Regions from separate parts of the Gossypium arboreum genome. Here all the other regions are linked to region 1. The links are chromatin contacts, called in public Hi-C maps. All regions are on one chromosome and are shown on one strand. Each heading gives the region's core, a stretch centred on a gene start, on an enhancer-like site or on the middle of the called end of the contact. The rest is flanking DNA. Distances are from core to core; before and after follow the strand shown.

Evidence for each region. A called contact is a pair of places that touch in the nucleus more often than the background predicts.
Region 2: a contact with region 1 is called in a Hi-C map of leaf, with 5 times the contacts expected there. The contact joins the promoter of LOC108488520 here to the enhancer-like site in region 1. A contact is called at or near these places in 2 of 5 Hi-C or Micro-C datasets (both in leaf).
Region 3: a Hi-C map of leaf shows a contact between it and region 1, with 2.6 times the contacts expected there. The contact joins the promoter of LOC108469972 here to the enhancer-like site in region 1. A contact is called at or near these places in 2 of 5 Hi-C or Micro-C datasets (both in leaf).

Annotation. Positions count from the first base shown.
Region 1 is chr10:27,349,251-27,352,494 of ASM2569848v2, reverse strand. No RefSeq gene overlaps it. Among protein-coding and RNA genes, the nearest start is that of LOC108469021, 5.4 kb to the right of the region's middle. Within about 2 kb of position 1,559, at least 2 of the 2 cell types and tissues checked have an H3K27ac peak or open chromatin away from gene starts, as enhancers often do. A contact at or near this core is called in leaf, where this site is marked.
Region 2 is chr10:27,615,781-27,618,759 of ASM2569848v2, reverse strand. It overlaps LOC108488520 (expansin-A5), which reads right to left and starts at 1,519. Exons shown (of 4, transcript XM_053020672.1): 1 at 1,413-1,519; 2 at 926-1,056; 3 at 545-833; 4 at 1-457. The coding sequence starts at 1,417. The coding sequence ends at 139.
Region 3 is chr10:27,085,090-27,087,959 of ASM2569848v2, reverse strand. It overlaps LOC108469972, which reads left to right and starts at 1,298. Exons shown (of 8, transcript XM_017771113.2): 1 at 1,298-1,696; 2 at 1,785-1,920; 3 at 2,096-2,165; 4 at 2,254-2,347; 5 at 2,571-2,784. The coding sequence starts at 1,411.

The DNA of each region.
Region 1 (3,244 bases), core at 310-2,809:
ATCCAGGTGCTTTCGATTCATCACAACGCCAAACAGCCTCTTTAATATCATCTATCAAAAATGGTTCCTCTACTCTCAAAGCCATCTCCCCATTAAGTATTCTGAACTTCAGATCCAATTCCATTTTCCACTTTCTTGCTAGGCAATTAAAATAATTTTTGAAAAAATTGTACAGTCCCTATTTTATCTCCTTAGGTTCCTTGTACCAATGACCCCCAATTTTCAAGCTGTACACCATCTTTATTTTAGCCTTTATTTTAACTGTTCTATGGAAAAAAAGCACAATTAGCATCCCCTTCTTTTAACCATGTCATCCTTGATTTTTGACGCCAAATAAATTCTTTAAATTTAATTGCTTCCCAAAGTTCGACATTCAAATTTTTTAATTCCTTCATTTCTTGCTCGGTCAACATTCTATGTTCGCTAGCTTCATCAATCTCCTTTATCCTATCTTCGCTTTCTATAGTTCTTTTTTCCAAAACATTGCTAGCACCCACATTCCATTTCTTGAGAACTCCCTTGAGTTTTACTGCCATTTGCCCTTTTAAACTACCCATTCCCGACCATTCATTCTCAATTAGTCTCCTACAATCTTGCTTTTTAAACCATGCATTAACTAACTTGAAAGGTCTTGGTCCTCAGTCGATTGTTTCATTTACCAACAAAACTAGTATGTGATCCGATATCGTTCTGTTTAGTCCTTGCTGTTGTAAGTCTTTCAATTGAACCAACCATTCTTCCTCTAGTAAAAATCTATCAAGTCTACTACGTCTATTGTCCGGACCAATCCATGTGAACTTTTTCCCCAATAACGGCAAATCTTCCAATTTACATCTATCAATAAAGTCACCAAACTCCTTTGACCCCTTCTTTATGCCCGAACAGATGATTCGTTCACTTCTATTTCTCACCATGTTAAAATCCCCACCTACTATCCATGCATTACTAAATTTACTTCTAAACCCATATAGATCTTCCCAAAGAATTTTTTGATCTGACAGATTGTTAGGAGCATATACATTAATTAATACTGCCTTCATCCTTTCACACACCTACTTTCCTTCAATTACAAAAATTTGTTCCCACTAAACTCCATATTGGTTGTAAACATACCTTTATCCCATATTGTTATCAATCTCCTTACCTTTCTATTGCAGCTGCAAATTTAAATTCAAAATAGTCATCGCCCCAAATTTTTCTAACTAAATCCATTGACACCATTTCTAACTTAGTTTCTTGAAGGAAGCAGACATTTGCCATAGTCTTTCTCACTAATCTATTGACAGCTTCTATTTTAGCTACAGGCCCCAACCCTTTGATATTCCAGGAGACAAATCTCATATTTCCAATCGAACTAATTAAATAAAGTAAAATCCAGTAAACCAGCCACTCACCAATTATCCTGAATTCCTCCTCCCTCTGTCTTTGATAGCTCCCTATTGCTGCCCTTCAATCCTCATTATCTCTTCGATTACTATCTCCTCATCGCCTTGGACACTAAACCCCAATTTTTTCCCCACCTCCCACGTCTTCTTCGCTTCTTTAACAATGACTTTTCTTCTGTTACTGATGTCTGAGTCCGATAACGATAGGTTTGCTATGCTTTCGTCGTTCCTGGAATCCCCATTTCCCTTCAATTTTCTCATTCCCCTATCTCTCTTCAGCTTTTCTTTTGTTGTGAGCACTGTATCCTGAATCTTCTGCATAAATCTAATTCTCTCATTCAACACTTTCTTATTTCTTTTGTTTTGTCTTATTTGGAAAAGTTCCTCTTCAAGTTCAGATGCTGCAACCCGATCCCTTGGTTCCTCTATTTCTTATAAAAATGTTGAATTTTGATTTAACTTTGGGTTCCCTTCATTGATTGGAATCTGCATTTCTTTCTCATTTAAGTCCATTTCATTGCCCTCAACTATTTGTGTTTCTAGCCCTTTATTCTGATCCAATACCAATACCGAGCCCATAGTAATTAAATCTTCTTGACCCTGATCCGTCAAGGCTTCAATAGCCTCCCCTTTGAAAGCTTTTTCAATAAATAATACAAATGTAATTTCAAAAATAATTTAGATAGAAACATGATGAAGTCGTCAAAATGGGTGGAACATTTGAAAAGTTAAGCTAATTTAATTGACAAAAACATGAAGAAAATATATTATAGATAAGATTTTTAAGCAAGAAACGTGAACTAATGCTTCTTACATATTTTTTCTTTAATATTATCAGTTTGCCTCAGAGACTTAAGTCTGATATCCATATAAATATGTCTTATGTCCAAGAGAATCAGAAATGGAATAAATATGAGACTTAAATATTATATTTTTGTTGCATTCATTTCCCCTTTTTCCATTAAGTTGAAGCTTTCAATTAAGGTGCCAGTAAACTTAGGCTAGATAAAGACTAGCATTGGGAGACGTCTAATATAACTTATAGACTATATATTTGCTCTATGCTTCTTGGTGAAGGCTAGCACATTGACTGAATTATATCAATGACAATGGATAGGTTTTGAATAAAGCAGCCTGGTTCTCTTAGGTTGTATATGTTAATGCTGAAAGATTAGTTCGATAAGTATATGCAATTGTTTTAAAAAATTTTAATTTATTTAAATAATATTACATTATACTTATATTTGAATATTTGTATACGAACAAATACAAATACTCTAGAAAACTTAAAGGTTATATAACATGGTTTCTATAGAAAAACAGATCAAAGCTTTCTAAATTTTTCCTTCCTTCTTCAGCGGTTTAATCAACAAAAAGTGCTCCCCAGAGATGCTTGTTTAACAGCTAACTGTTTAAAAAAAAATTGCGATATAAATTGATTTGTTGAGCAAACCTTTGAACAACTTGTCAAGAAATAAACAGACTTCAAATCTCTAAAATTTAGATGAAAGTGATGGGGTTTATCAAATCTGACTTAAAATCATAGTTATCTATCTTTTATTTCGTATTCCAAGATTTGTAATTACCCTATTTATAATATTAATTTCAAGATTCTAACTAATATTATCATAAAAAGATGTGAAATTTTGTCTCCTTTTGGCATTAGAGAAATGATTAAAACTGTGTCATAATATGTATTATATAATTAGACATCAAATAAAAATAATTTATATAAATTTAAACTTGAAATTAGAAAGGTAAATAAAAATATTAATAAAAATAAGGCTTTTAAAATATTTTTTCTCATTTTTAAAACAAATCATGCGAGCCAAAAACAATCTATTGAAATTAATTTATTA
Region 2 (2,979 bases), core at 270-2,769, 270 kb before region 1:
TATTCACCGTTAATATTTATCGTAATTCATCATGAATACGTACACTATATTATAAACTTTAAAAAAAAAAAAACTCACTTGAGTTTTTCTTCAGACATATTTTTACTATAATATCATATAGTATATAGCAAGGGGCTGTTATATTTTGGTAGCCCCAAACTGGCCTCCAGTGTAAGTCTGTCCAAAGGACCAACTGGATGGAGCAACGTCGAAAGAAACAACACTGTGTCCGTTACTGGTTGTGACGATGAAAGAGAGGCTTTGGCCATTAAGGTAAGAATTGCTTTGCCAGTTCTGGCCCCAGTTCCTTGACATTGCTTGCCATCTGGTCTTTGACCCTTTAATGGATACTGAATGTACATCCCCAGCACCTCCAACATTGGTGATCAGTACTAAATTGAAGTAGGAATGTCCATTGATTGTGAACCTGATACCCCCACTTCTCCTGCACTTTACCCTGATAAAAAATAATTATTAGTTAGTGTGTCGGTGGAAAATGAATTTTGAAAAACTATATATGTTGGTGATTTCATTGTTTGTTTACCTTCTGTACATTACAGGAACAATACCAGCTCTGTATTGGGCAATGTGTTGAAAAATAGGCTGAGAGAGATCAAAGTGGTGATTAGGAGGGTCACACCAGCCTCCTGGAGGGCAGAAATTGGTGGCAGTGACCACAATGGAGCCAGGCAGGCACCATTGTGGATCATTCACACACTTCAGCTCATAGCATGCACCACAGCTCAAGCCATTGTCAAACAATGCGGTGCTCAAGGCTGCTGTGTTAATACCATAACCTTGGCTATTTAGGTTTCCATAGCCACAAGCTCCACCTGAAGTTGTAATTGAATATAATAACATGTCAGACATGACAAATATACATCAATAAGAAAAATATATATGATATTTGGATTGTGGAAACTACCCATTGTTCCAGAAGCATCACCACCTCCATAAAAAGTGGCATGAGCATTGGTCCAGGGTCCAAGGGAGCCATGAACAAAGTTGAGGAGTGAGAGTAATGCAGCTGCAAGAAATCCCAAGTGCCCCATTGTTCTGCATACCAAAAAACATACTCCATAAACAATATAGATATTGAACTAAAAGTGTTAACACTAATGAAAAACTGTAAAGTGCTGCCTAACCTGTTTTTCGTTTCTTTCTATTATGAAGTTTTAAAGTCAAAAACAGTAACTAGAAGAAGAAGAAGAGGAGGAGGAGGAGGGGGAGGAGGAAGGAAAAAGAAGATTTGGACTAGTACTCCATCCTTGAAAGGAAGTTTTTGTGGAAAGAAAGGAGGTGTTTTGAACTAATAAATAGAATGCAGCAGGAATGCAACTTTGGTCCTAGCTTTTATAGCAGTTATGGATGTAATGTTATTGCGATTTAAATTTTCATTTTGCTGAACTTACTCCATTTAACTTTGCCTAATGTTATCATAAATATGACGAAGCAACAGCAACGGTGGTTTTGGGAGTGTTGATTTTGTGGAAAGAAATGCAGTTTTGATGGGGCTAGGGCGGTTTGCGAGGCACAAACCGCGTGGTTTTGTTGGGAGGGTAGGTCCATTCGGGGACCAACAAGCCATGGGCTCTCCTTATGTGGGGTTTAAATGAATTTGGCTCACTGTTTGGAATCTACAATATTTGATGCATGCTCTCTCAGGAAGACAAACAGAATTCGCTTCATTTAACTGCAAAAAAACTTAATTACTTTGAAGATCTCTTTGGGGCCAACAATGGTTAATATTAGACTTGGGGAAGAGGAAATTCAAATCTGGCTCAAACAGCAAGCATAAGGATTTTCTTTTACCAAATCATTTCACCATATGTACTATTCTATGTAAAATTCCAAGTTAATCTAATTTTGTCATTTTGCAAGCAATCAATTTTACCACGGCATTTAACTATAAAAGGAAAAAAACAAAAAGAAATGTCGATGTTTTTTTTTTCCTTAAATCGATTGGTGTTTTTTTATATAAAGGATATTATCGAATAAATTACATCTCAATTACGAAATCATTTCATGAACATGGAAAATATCGTTGGAAAGTACTTCCAACTCGGCTAAATTTGTATGCTTGTACTAATTCATCATAAATGTTTTGGTAATATTTCTGATGACAAAAATTTCCGATAGATCTTTTATAGATATTTTGTAGTGTTCTGTCGGTCTAGACATGATCCGTTGTTCCACCCATACAAAAATAAAAGAAGATTGAGGATCTACTTGATTGACAATACATTGAGTGATGGTTAATAAATCGTAGTCATAGAACTCAATTTGACGATGGAGATTAAGGGCATCTTTGGTTTAAGTATGAAAATAAATAAATATAAAGGGAGAGAAAAAGTGAAAAATAATCACAATAAATTCTAATATTCTCAACTCTCTTTAAGTTCGGACTTAGTGCTGTGGAAAACAAAAAGATTTTTAGTCTATAATTTTATTTTTATCAGTCTATTGAATGAATGTCTGTTATGATATTTACTATTGCCGACCCAAAACCTGAACGGGTCTGGGTCGGATTCTACATGGTTCACATATTGAGTTCTTACATTGGGCTCGTGTATCAAGCTTGTATATTGGGCTTACGTATCGAGCTCACATGATGCTAAATGTTGTTACACATGGGGTCGTGCGACGTGGGTTTGCATGTCACTACTTTGATAAACCTATATCGTATAAATACACGTTAAGTCTAGAGTAGGGTAGGTATTAACATGCATGAAACCTACCTATAATATCACGTCAATAAACAATAATCATATAATATAAATATACAATTTTACCATCTAAAGGAGATAAAAGAAAAATACTCAACAATTTCAACGAGCATGTAAGCTGGCTTCTTTGTTTAATTTCACAATGAGATGATATATAAGATTTTCGTAAGCATGTTATTACATTGGTATATGAGATAGTTTCAATTTGATTTCAAATATAGAAAGACATACTTGATAGTATTAATATCCAACT
Region 3 (2,870 bases), core at 49-2,548, 260 kb after region 1:
GTTTAAAATTTGAGTATTTAGCATTGCTGTAAAAAAGTACTTTTGAGAAATAAAATATCCATTTTAGACATGTTATTATCAAGTAACAAATATATATTTAAATAATATTTAAATTAGTTAATATTATTATATTTTAGTAAGAATATAAAAAATGATTATAACTTGTTATTTATATTTTAATATATGAAATATAAATTTTAAATATTTTAAGCAATTAATATTAATTATTTAGAAAATTTAATTAGAATATATAAACTATATTTTAAATATTTAAATATAACCATTAAATATTTATAATTAGTATTTTAAAAAATATTTTTTATTTTTAATTAATAATTTTAACACATTTGTAATTAACCACCAAGAAAAAAAAGGGAAGTACTATGTTATTAGAGGTGAAAAAGTAATTAAGCACTAAAAGTGCTTTTGGGAGAGGAAAAGTTAAAAATTTTAACTTCTCATTTTCAGAAGAAATAGCTTGTTTAGCACCGCTTTTCTTCTAAAAGTGTTTTTGGAGCCAGAAGTACACTTTTTAAGCAATGTAGAACAGGCCCTTACTCCTATCGTTATAAATTCAATTTTATTTTTTTTCATTTTAAAACCTAATTCAATCATTATAATTGTTAGTAATTTCCATCAAATTTTGTCAATTTAATATATTTATTTTCTATTATTCATATACTACGTCATATGAATGCAGTTTAATTAACATATCAAGTTAAAAATTTTACAGGAAAATACTAACAAGGATAATGATTGGATTGTGATATTCTATTCAATAAAATATATTTATCAAACCAATTAGTTGAATTAATACCAAGTCATTGGATAAGTTTGAAGGTCTTGTTCTAAGTTATAAAATTAGCTTTAATGTCAAAATCGGAACATGATTCATTTAAAAAAAACAATATAACAAATATTACATTTTATACATTATATAAATTATACCATATGAAAATAAAATCTATTTTCTCAAAAAAACTATAATATTATATCAATTAAATAAAAATAGATAAAATTGTAAATCAAAAATATATATTTTATTTTAATTATACTTATTCTTTTAACATAATAACTAAAAATATTCTTAATCTCTCTCCAATCCATAAATAAAAAATAATAAGTTTGAATACTATTGCATAATTAAAAAGATTTGAACAACTATAGTGGTAGGAATACTGGTATCTCAATTATTATAGTACCACTTTTTTGGGTAGGTTTTTCTTTCACGTAAAAAACACGTGATGACGAGGATAATTATCCCAAAAATGGTGACGTGGCGGATGAAACTCAGCTAAGACCTTAGGATGGTACTAAGTCAAAACTAAGAAGTCCCATCCACTGTCCCACTCCATTCCACTGCTCCGCTCGCCGATTGTCAACTTCCACCACTAGATCACAAGAATAATAATGGGTTTTCCATCAATTTTAAGTCGGATTGCCATCTCCAGGAACCTGCTTTCCTCTAAACCCACCAATACTACCATCTTATTGTCCTCTCGTTGGTTTTCGAATCTCGTTGCTAACAACATCGACAAGGCGGAGAGGAGCCTACCATCATCTTCGGCTGCTTATCATGTCAGCTCTGGTGGATATATGCGAGGGACCGTCTTCTGGGAACCTGACACCCCCCTCACTATTGAAGAATTTCATATGCCTCGTCCAAAAGCTGGAGAAGTTCTTATTAAAACCAAGGGTATTTTTCTTTTTTTCTTTTCTTTTTCTTGTGAAAGGAAACACCAAGATTTGAAATGGGTCAACTCCATTGGGTTCTTTTGTTACAGCCTGTGGAGTATGCCACTCTGATCTTCATGTTATAAAAGGCGAAATACCATTTTCTAGTCCTTGTGTTATCGGGCACGAGGTAACGGGGGAAATCGTTGAACATGGGCCACTTACCGATCGCAAAATCATCGAAAGGTTTTAATTACATTCTTTACTTCTACTGTGTATAGAATGAGATCACTTCTTTTTCTTGCATTCATTCATGTTCTTTGCACATTCTCATTAAGTTATGCCTGTCACAATTGTTTTTGGTGGAGATAGAGATTGGCGGCCGCATGGACTTTATAATTTTCATTTTGGTTGTTCTCAGATTTCCAATTGGATCTCAAGTGGTGGGAGCGTTTATCATGCCTTGTGGTAACTGTTTCTTCTGTTCTAAGGTACCCTGCTTTGAGATGCTATGCTTGCATTTCAATTCAATTATCACGACAACTACAATCTTTTTATCATTTCCTTTTTGGGAGATAGGGCCATGATGATTTATGTGAAGACTTCTTTGCCTATAATCGAGCGAAGGGGACCCTTTATGATGGGGAAACACGGCTTTTCCTCCGCAACAGTGGTACTTTTATTATTAATTTTCCTATATTATGATGACCCTGCTACATTTTCTCTCAATGAAAGCATGGTTATCCGGAATTTTGTCTATGTGCTTCTTGATTCTTGAATGCCTTTTAACTGCAGCGTGTCAACCATCTTACGCATCAGTTTGCTCTTTTGCTGTAACTTTATCTGCATACTATTGACATCATTGTTGAATAACTGAAGTTATGCTATTTGTGTAGGAAAACCGGTATACATGTATAGCATGGGAGGCCTTGCTGAATACTGTGTCATTCCAGCACATGGTTTAGCTATTTTGCCAAAATCATTGCCATACACTGAGTCTGCAATTTTAGGATGTGCTGTATTTACTGCATATGGTGCCATGAGACATGCGGCTGAGGTCTGCCCTGGGGATTCCATTGCTGTGATTGGAGTCGGAGGTGTTGGTTCAAGGTACTTATATATTAAGCTGATTTTGAAACAAGATAATTGGTTTGACTAGTCATTTTGAAAAAGTCAGTGTGTTTGTCTTCAATATA